Regions from separate parts of the Arachis hypogaea genome. Here region 2 is linked to region 1. The links are chromatin contacts, called in public Hi-C maps. All regions are on one chromosome and are shown on one strand. The core of a region is the stretch at or near the end of the contact, and the rest is flanking DNA. Distances in the headings are between cores, read along the strand shown.

Region 1 (5,114 bases), core at 1,485-3,984:
ATGCTCAAATGCCAAATGTGCTTTTAGATCATCATAAAATTCAATCATTCAATATTCTGCTTCTTCTGCATGTTCATCATCACCCTTTAAAAACATGATCAAGCTTCCATGTTTTTTCAACTTATTAGAGATATTCTACTTTTTAATTTAATTTTTGAAGAGTTGTAGTTTGATAATACGATATTAAAATTTCTATGACCAAAATTTTAGAATTTTGTTGATCTAAATAAAAAATATTAAAATAAGATAAATAAAAAAATATCTATACAAAAATTCACGCAAACTTATAAAATATTTTTATACGTAAGAAAATGTCTTAGAAATACAATCGTTATGTGTTTTCTCGATCTAATATTTTCAAAAGAAAAAAATTTAGATAATCTTTTCCGAGCTTATTTATAGTTTTTAAACTCATTTTTAGTTAAAATATATGTAGTTTATTTATTTTTTTGTTAATTATGTTCATTTATTTCTTTTAGAGAACATATAAATGTTGGTTATATATTGGCTGAAAATCTATTAGTCGTCTAATAACACTCAATTTGGTTTAAATAGAGAAATTTTTTTTCCCAAATTATAGTTATACATACCAAAGTTTTAACGTAACAAATGCTTCAAAACAAAAAGAATATTATGCATTATATATGTGATTTGTTTGTCATCATCATAGGAAATTTTCTTTGGTGCTATTACTTGTTATAAGGGTTTCGGTACTATTTTTTTATAAGTAAAAACTAAAACTAGATCAGGAATATTATAACTTTTTTAAAAAGAAGTTAATAAATTAGTAGAACACATGATATTTGTAATTATTCAAATAAAATAAAAAAGGTATCGATATCCTTGAAATTTTATAAGGACTCTGCTATTGTTTATGTTTAGTAGTTGACGATCCATTGTTTAGAAGGCGATAGCCATTCAAATTGAATAACTTATTTTAAGAAGTTTCAAACAAGAATTATTTTTTGGATTTAATTTCAAGAACTATTTTAATTTTTTTTTAAAATAATTTTGTTTTTATTATTGATGAATCATACATGAACACAAGTGTGTGAATGGCTAGGGGCAATAATATATTACATGATTGATGTTATGTACCAACATCCGTATAAAAAAATAATAAAGTTTTGCCCCGTTAAGTTAATGAATTTAAAAAAGTCATAGTAAATGGGTCCCAGTTCCATTATTGAGTAATACCTGAGAGGGCAATCATGTCAGTTTGGGTGAGGCCATTTGCGGCAAAGAGAGAATTGAGCTGATTCAAGGTGAAGCCTGGTTGTGGTAGCCTTCCATTTACATCAGAAGCTCTTGATACTAACCCATCAAATCTTCCCAATTCAACCGTGTATGAAGGTCCACCAGCCTACATGCATACATCAACAACTTCCTTTCATTAATGAACTAAATTAACCAACAAGCTAAACTTCTTTTTACAAGTCTTAAAGATATGTACTCATTTCATAAGGTATGAGATTCAAATTACTACTTGAGTCTCAAACTTCATTTAAAGATAAAAGGGAGTGAGTTATATTAGAAATGTTAAAAGAATGATAAAGTTATTATTCATAACAATGTTAAAATAAAAGAGTTCGTTTTTAATTTTTGTAACTATTCTTTTGTCTGTATGAGGGTTTTTTTTTTTTTGGATAATAAAAAAAATGTAGAGTTAAAACCGTCTTTTACAATAAATTTTTAACACTTTAAATTTAATACGCAATAAAAAGGAAAAAGGTATATTAAATTATTAACCAAATAGAAAGGTATATGTGTAATTTTGATAAAATAGAGTATGAATATAATTTACGAAATACGTATAAACGTGCATAATAAATTTGAAAATTTTTTCAATACTAAATCAGATACTATATATATGTATATAAATATATATAATATTCAATTTATTTTTAACGAGTATTATATATATTAACATATATTTCATATAAATAACTAATTTGGTGACTTGATTTTTTATGTATAGATACTATGATTGTCTCCAGCACACTTACAGTTAATTGCAAGAATAATGATGTGATGATGAATGATTTGAAAGAGGAATATGAGGGAGTTAATTAACGAACCAGAACAACGACATCACGGGCTGCCAAAGCAAGAATATCAGCACAGGAGACTTTGTTTCTGCACTGAGGAACAGCATCAACCGCTGCTTTTGCTTTGATAACTGTGTCAAATCCATCTCCAGCCAATGACAAATTATCCGAATGATCCTTCTCTGCTTGGTTTGCCCCTGTTGATGCTACCAACACTGAAGCATCACAACCCTGCATACATGTAACCATTAACAACAATTGAATTCTGTTACAAATATAACTATTCATGTGTCGTATTTAACAAATTTTACCTGGACAAAGCAGTCGTGGAAGAAGAGACGGAGCGTGGCAGGAACAGTTACAAAGGTTTGTTGGAATTTATTTTGAACTGCTCGTCTAACGATGGATTCAACATTGGGGCAGATATTAGCGTAATGGTTTGGACTAAGCTGTGCCGAAGATAATTGAAATGGATTAAGACACACGAGACTCAATAATAATGCGAGTGACCACACAATTCCACTACTCATGTTTGATTCGAAGAGAAAACAAGAGTTATAAAATGAAAGGGAAGAAAGAATTTGGTTTGGTTGGGTTGATGCTTAATTGGAAAGCATGAGGAGGGGGTATATATGAGCTATGTGAGTAACCAAGTTGTCGGGGTCATCACGAGTCACTGCACTAGCCAGTTGTCCCTTGTAATCTTTTCAACCTTTTTAGTCCGGAGCCACTCAAACAAACATGTCTAAAATATTTTTTTTTAAATATTCTTTAACAATTAAAATTTAACATATGTAGTCGATTAAACCATATTATTTCTATTATAATTAAATAGAACAAACCAATTAACCAAAAAATCGATGAACTAAATTTTAAATCAGTCTAAATTAATATTTTTTTATAAATAATGATTATAATATTTTTATTATAAAAAAAATTAAAATATTCATATTTTATATTTATATATATATATATATATATATATAATAATAATAATAATAATAATAATAATAATAATAATTTTAAAAATTCTAAATTTTAATCTCATAATAACACAAAAAAAAGAAAAGAGTTAAGATTTAGAATTTAAAAATAATAATAATAATAATAATAATAATAATAATAATAATAATAATAATAATAATAGTATTTTGTCATTTTCTATAATAAGAGTATTATAGTTATTTTTTATAAAAAAAATATTAATTTAAACCAATTTAAGATTTAGTTCATTAATTTTTTTGCCAAATCAATTTGTCTGATCTAATTTTGACAAAAATAATACTATTTAATCAATTATATATATTAAATTTTTATTACTAAAAAATATCTTTAAAAAAAGACGTTTTAAACACCTTTATCTAAGTGACTCTCTTTTTACAAAAACAAAATGTTTAAATTCCTTGAATAATTAACGCAACACTTTAATTTGCATATGTTAGTATTAGCCAATTACAAATGAGTTCAATAATTCTAACAATTAACTTTCATCTTTAACTTTTGTAATTATATTAAATGTATATAAAAAATCAGTCATTAAGTCAATATTTATATATAATAAATATTAAAATATAAAATACATATTAAAAATAAATTAAACATTACATATATTTATAAAAAATTATATGATAATTAATTTAATGATTAATTTTTTATGTGTATGTAGTATTTTTATAATTCTAAAAACATTATAGTATTCTAAAAATATTTTATGTATACCACCAGCAATTTAGATCTCTTTTTAAATGTTCATTTTCTCAAATAAAGAAATAAAATTAAGGGAGTTTGTCTTTTGATTTTATCTTATTTTTAATTTCTTTTTTTAATAGATTATTTTTAATATTTTTTAGAATTTTTTAAAAAATAAAAAACTTATTTTTCTATTTTACATCTCCAAAAATAAAATTAAAAATACAAACTCTAGAATCTTTTAGCTTCACTTTTTACTTCAACAAATAAAAAATATATTCATTGCTCCTAAAGATATGTTTAATATGCTCTTCACGTATCAATAATTTTATGCCTAAATTATGAAATATGTATCCAAAATATTGTATCTAATAAAAGGTGGTAGGGGATTAGGATTTAAATTTTAAATTTTATTTTAAAGAATAAAGTATAATTTTTTATTATTTATTTTATAAATAGAATAAAAAATATGCAAAAAAAGATATTTAAAAATAAAAATAATATTTTGTTCTTTTAAATAAAAATTTAAAATAGTCACCAAAAAAAAAAAAAATTTAAAATTTAAAAAATCTAAATAAAGAGGATTAGCCGCAAGGAAAGGGACACTATTGTGGTTGGCACTATGTATGGCCGCCCTCGTCCCATTCAAACAAAAACTGCTCAAATATGAAATATTTGTCAAATCAAGTGCCTTGACGAGTTTGCACACAGACATGGGGCCTTACTTTAATCCTATACTGTACTCCCAATTCGAACAAAGGGTTGTAGACAAATTTGGAAGCAAAAAGAAAAGAGAAATGCTACAGTTTACGGATTTGTATTAGTGATTATTAAATAAAATGATCTCATATACTTGTAAACTACTAAATGAAACCGTTATAACTAAATATCTATCAAAATTCATTCTCTAACCAGATATTATTTATAAAAATTTAATAAAAATAATTATAATAATTATTCTTAAATATTATATATCAAATATTTTTACATATTTACAATTTAAAATTAAATCTCCTTAAAATAAAAATATTCAAGTTTAAATTTAAACCTAACAAAATAAAATTCTAACCAAATTAAAATAAAAATAAAAATAATACTATAAAAATTATTTTTTTTTCAATTCTAAGGTTAGTATATAATTCTTTAACCAAAATAATAAACACAATTATTTTTGGATAAATTTTAGATGTATTAAGAAATTATTTAGTAAAAAAGTTTATAATTTTAGATGTTTTAAAAAATTATTTATTTTAAGAAAAATACAATCACGAATTTGAACGAATTATAGATATGTACTAAAAATATTTTGTGTGTTATCTTATTATTTTAAATATTTTAAAAAATTATTTATGTTATGAAAAATATAAGCACAAATTT
Region 2 (5,114 bases), core at 1,228-3,727, 78 kb after region 1:
TTGTATTCATATTCTCTAACCCTTTACGTATGGCTATTGCATTTATTTGGGATCCAATGTGGTTTCTTGGTCCAATGGAATCAAAGCTTCAGTGAGCGAATCTAACATAGGGTTGAGTATCAAGAATTGGGTACAACAGATTGTGAAATACATTCTTATCAATATCAAATCATCTCTTTTTTGTTTATATTCATAGCTAAATTCTTTCTTCACCAAGATCATACCAAAGTCCATTAATGGCTATGTCTTCATTTCTAAATGTTCGAGATATATATCCTTGTTGAATTTGAACCTGAATTCACTTTTGCTTATAAATGTAAAATTTTGTTTTTAAGTTTTAAGAATTGGTTGGTATATAAAATATGTTAAAATCTATTATATCTCTCTAATTTTACAACCAAAATGTACCACATGTCACTCTTTTATTGCAATAGGAATCAAATATTTTCCTCCAAAATTAAGGAGTTTCCCTCTTCTTTTTACTAATTTTACAACCAAAATGTACCACATGTCACTCTCTCATTGTAATTGAAATTAAATCTTTCCCTCAAAAATTAAAGAATTCTTCCCTCCTCGTTACTAATTTTACAACGAAAATGTGCCACATATCACTCCCTCATTGCAATTGAAGTCAAATCTTTCCCTCCAAAATTAAAGAGTTATCTCCTCCTCCCTTTTCCTTTCGCTATTTCTCTCATTCCTTCGACCACTCTATCTATTTTATATATCATTATCAATATCAATGACTAATTATTAATTTGACAATCAAAATGTGCAACATGACATTCTTTAATTGCATTAAAATTAAAATTAAAATATTAAAATTGAAATTGAAATATACATGTATTATGTATCATATATTACTATCTAATTTAATAATATAATCAAATGTGTCATATGACACTCTCTTATTAAAATTGAGAAAAAATATTTTTTTCAAAATTAATAAACTCCCTTCCTAAATTTTCTCATCTACCTCTCTCCATTTTTCTATTTTTTCTACTATTTTTACTCTATATATAATTTATATTTTATATTAGTAATTTGACAAATCAAAATATGTCATTCGATATTTTTTTACAGTTAAAATAATTTTTTTTCTTTCAAAACTAACAAACTCTCACTCTCATTCTTCATCTTTATCTTTCTCTCTCTTTTCTCTAATTCTCTATTTTTTTTTCTATCTTTCTAAAAATAAAATAAAAAATAATATAATTTAAATAAAAATATTATTATTATTATTATATACATAGTTTTTAAGTTTTTTTATTTAGTTTTAAATTTTTACCGTTTATCTTTTTAATTTATATTTTTATTTTTCTTCTTTCAAATATTTATTACATATCATTTGAAAAAAATACTAATGTTATAATTAAAATTAGAATCAATATTCAATTATTTTTTAAAAAAAATAATTTTGAGTTAATTTTATAACTATCAGTATAATTTTTTTATGCTAATATCTAATTATATTTTTATATACACAGGAAGAAAAAATATTATTTTTAAATAACAAGTATAATTAATTAATTATTTTTTTTATGCAACAGACTTAACAGTTAATACCTAATTAAATGTAAAAGTATACACGTTAAATTGTTTTAAATTTTAGATAACAAATGTTAAAATTAATTATTAATAAAAAATTAGACTTTTTCATATAAAGATAATAACTAAAAATCTTATTATTTGATTTTTTATCTACAGATATCTTGGTCTTCTTAGCCAGAGACTTTTGTCAACCTACGACTTTTTTTTTTTTTATAAAAGTAGTTTAATTTTATAAATCTTTCGTGCCATGCATAATCTATACTATCAGAATAGAGTAGACTGTAGTTTTAAAAAATTTATATTTCTATAATGTTATTACAGATAAAAATACTAGTATATACTAAAAGTTACTATTTTGTAATCCTAAAAATATAAAAATAAAAATAAGTTTTCACTTTAAAATGTCTTATTAGATATATATCATATATCTATTCGTATATCTAAAACATTTCTAACATATCCTATAATTTATAATATTATTTTTTTATGTGCCTTCGGTTTAGTAAAATTCTAACCTGATGTAATTAGTGTATGTAGTCTTTGTTAGCCTACTGCTTCTTGTAACCTTTAGCTGTAACCAAAATACAAATTATTAGTTTTCTTCTTCGGAAAATGGTAATAAGCATGTAGAATATTCTTTTGAGAAGGTCATATTGGACATTTGGACCCAAAATTTTCAATTATGAACGAAAACGAAAGGCAAACTGGAATTGCTGACGTTTTTGCCAATTATTATGGAGAACTTTTCACTTGTCCTTTGCATGTTGATACAACGAACCGTCTCATCCGATCCACACAATAATTCAAGGTTATCTACTACTTTCAAGTTTGATAATAATTATAGTATTATTCTTAATTTAATTATATTTATATCCAAGTTCCCCTATAATATACTACTTTTGGTACGTATATTGATATATAGTACTATCAGAACTAGTGAAACTACACATATAAATAACTACAACTACCGAATTTCTTTAATTTATATACTACATAAGTGTCAATTAATTATGAACTCAACTTTTCCTTCCCATTTAGAAAAGCATGCCCTACACACGTTGACTTATTTAAGTCAAGCCACGGGAGCGAGGGATATAGTGAAAGAGAGAGGCACGAAAGCATGAACACACAGCAACAACAAGCTATAAGACGAAGACTAGACTTATTCGCTTCATTCCATTATTCATGAACTCTGAAACACGTGTATTGGATTATTCAAGTTATTATCAACCAATTTATCTCTTCAAATTATAAGCATCAGTTAAAATTATTTTTTATATTATATAAAATTGTCAAAGAATATATCGCTTTCATATTTTATTTTATTTTATTTTAATTGATTTTTAACATGTTATTCTCGTATTTAATGTTAGTATATCTCTTGGTGTAACTTTAATTTAGTCAAAATAATATCTTATATGTAAAATTAAAAATCCAAATTTCATATTATGACGAAATTCAAGTGTATGTTTGTCAATTTTTAAAGTTGTACTGGCAGTCTGGCACCTTAAATTAGTATCTTTTATATTACTAATAATTAAACACAACCATATATTTAAATATAATTAATCTCATCACTCAACCAGCAACTTAAATATCAGATAGGGAAGTGTTACCACCGCCGAGTTCCTCTAAGTGTCTAACTGATAACTGATTCAATTCGATATAATAATAAGAACATTTGAATCAACTATGATCCTATTGGAGTAGTCTTAATTATGAACATATGAATATATAGTGTAAATTAAAATAATAACAAAACTCAAATTATTTGTTTGTTTGCTACTATGATTACTATTATGATCCTTTTCTTTTCAGATTAAGAAGGTATTAATTATTTAAGGTTTATAAATTAGAATTTAAAATTTAAAATTTAAGATAAATAGACTATTAAAAAAATTTATTGATGTTAGTTAAAAGATAAATTACCAAAACTACACCTAATTTTTTGATACACTCACAAAAATAACCATTACTTTTGATAATGATAAAAAAGTGTCAAAATACTATTATAAAATATGCCAAAAATAATAAACAATAATATTTTTTAAAAAATGACAAATAATTTTTGTATTTGACAACTTATGCATTTGATTTAAAATTATGTAAGAATATTTAGATAACTATTTAATAAATATATATAAAAAACTAAATAAAAATTTGACCTCTAGAATTTGTTTTTTATTTTTTAAAAATATTTTTGTCGATAAAAAAAACATAAAAAATTTATTTAACACAAAATTACTAAATTTTAAAGATAAAACTATCTTATTTTTTAATGATGTTTGTATAAAATTATATCAAAATTTAATTTTTAAAATATTTTTTAAAAATATATATTTAATATTAGATATTTATATTGTATTTTAAAATATTTTAAAAATATTTTTATCATTAATAAAAATAAAGATCACTTTTGTCAGCGTTCTGATCTTTTTATGCAAAATTAGTGATTTACTCTTAATTAAAAAAGTATTAACTTTTTAACATTACTCATGTTTGAAAAACCAGTACATTGTATACTATTGTTGCAATGTCCAAATATACTGCGTATGGTATAACTATAGTTGGCATCATTTTAGCTTAGCTTCTTGCTATTCTTTAAGGGAAGATAATGTCAATACAATCTTATACGGCTAAATTATATAGTTAAATCCAACTTTATCATGCTGCTGGTAGCACCATTGTTCTATCCATATGCGATCAGGATTCTTTGTGTCAATATCATTATACTACACTCCATCATAATACAAACAAATTGAATATGGTATTATTGTGGTTCAAATTCTTGTGGAGCAATGCAAACGACAAAGCAATATATATAAACTAGTTTGATAGAATTTTTGTTTTAAAAATAATTTATTAAATTAATTTTTAAAAGATAATTTTTAAATAAAATTTTAGTATTTATTTTTAATAAATCAAACTAAAAATAATTTATAATAAAAATAACTAATAATTATATTTAATAAATAATTTTTAAATTTTAAAAAATTATAATAAATATAAATATATAAAAATTAATTGTATATTTATTAATATATAAAATTATATTAAATTTTTTAATTTTAATAAGAACAAATTAATAACTTTTAAAAATATTTCTATAAAAAAGACAAATAAAAATATATTATACCCATTTTATTAAAAACTTAGTCACTCAACATAAACTGCATATTGTTCGCATCTATGGAGTAGACCAATAGTTGCTGATTATATATATATAATCACTCTTTTTCCTAATCAATTTAGGTTGGTCGAATAGTTAACTCACTCGTTTATTTAAATTCCACTTTGTGTATACAACAATTTATTAGCCAATAAAAATATTTTTGTGATTCTTATATATATAATATATATATATATATATTTTTTTTAATTTTCTTTTTACTTCTCTTGAAGACAGGGATGGATACAAAGAGGCGAGCAATGGCTTTAGTCCTTCTAAAATTTTAAAAAATTATATCTATATATAAGATATATATACTCTAAAATTATTATGTAATTTGATATCTTTATATGTATTATTTTTTATTATGTAATAGATTTATGTCTCAATTATT

Evidence for each region. Hi-C and Micro-C count contacts between places; a contact is called where the count stands out from the background.
Region 2: a contact with region 1 is called in a Hi-C map of an unstated tissue, with 5 times the contacts expected there. The contact joins the enhancer-like site here to the promoter of LOC112720643 in region 1. A contact is called at or near these places in 4 of 8 Hi-C or Micro-C datasets (leaf and an unstated tissue).

The regions. Positions count from the first base shown.
Region 1 is chr11:33,142,966-33,148,079 of arahy.Tifrunner.gnm2.J5K5, forward strand. LOC112720643 (peroxidase 51) reads right to left here and starts at 2,735. Exons shown (of 4, transcript XM_025771658.3): 1 at 2,360-2,735; 2 at 2,079-2,279; 3 at 1,198-1,363. The coding sequence starts at 2,578.
Region 2 is chr11:33,221,219-33,226,332 of arahy.Tifrunner.gnm2.J5K5, forward strand. No RefSeq gene overlaps it. Among protein-coding and RNA genes, the nearest start is that of LOC112720644, 13 kb to the left of the region's middle. Within about 2 kb of position 2,478, at least 2 of the 3 cell types and tissues checked have open chromatin away from gene starts, as enhancers often do.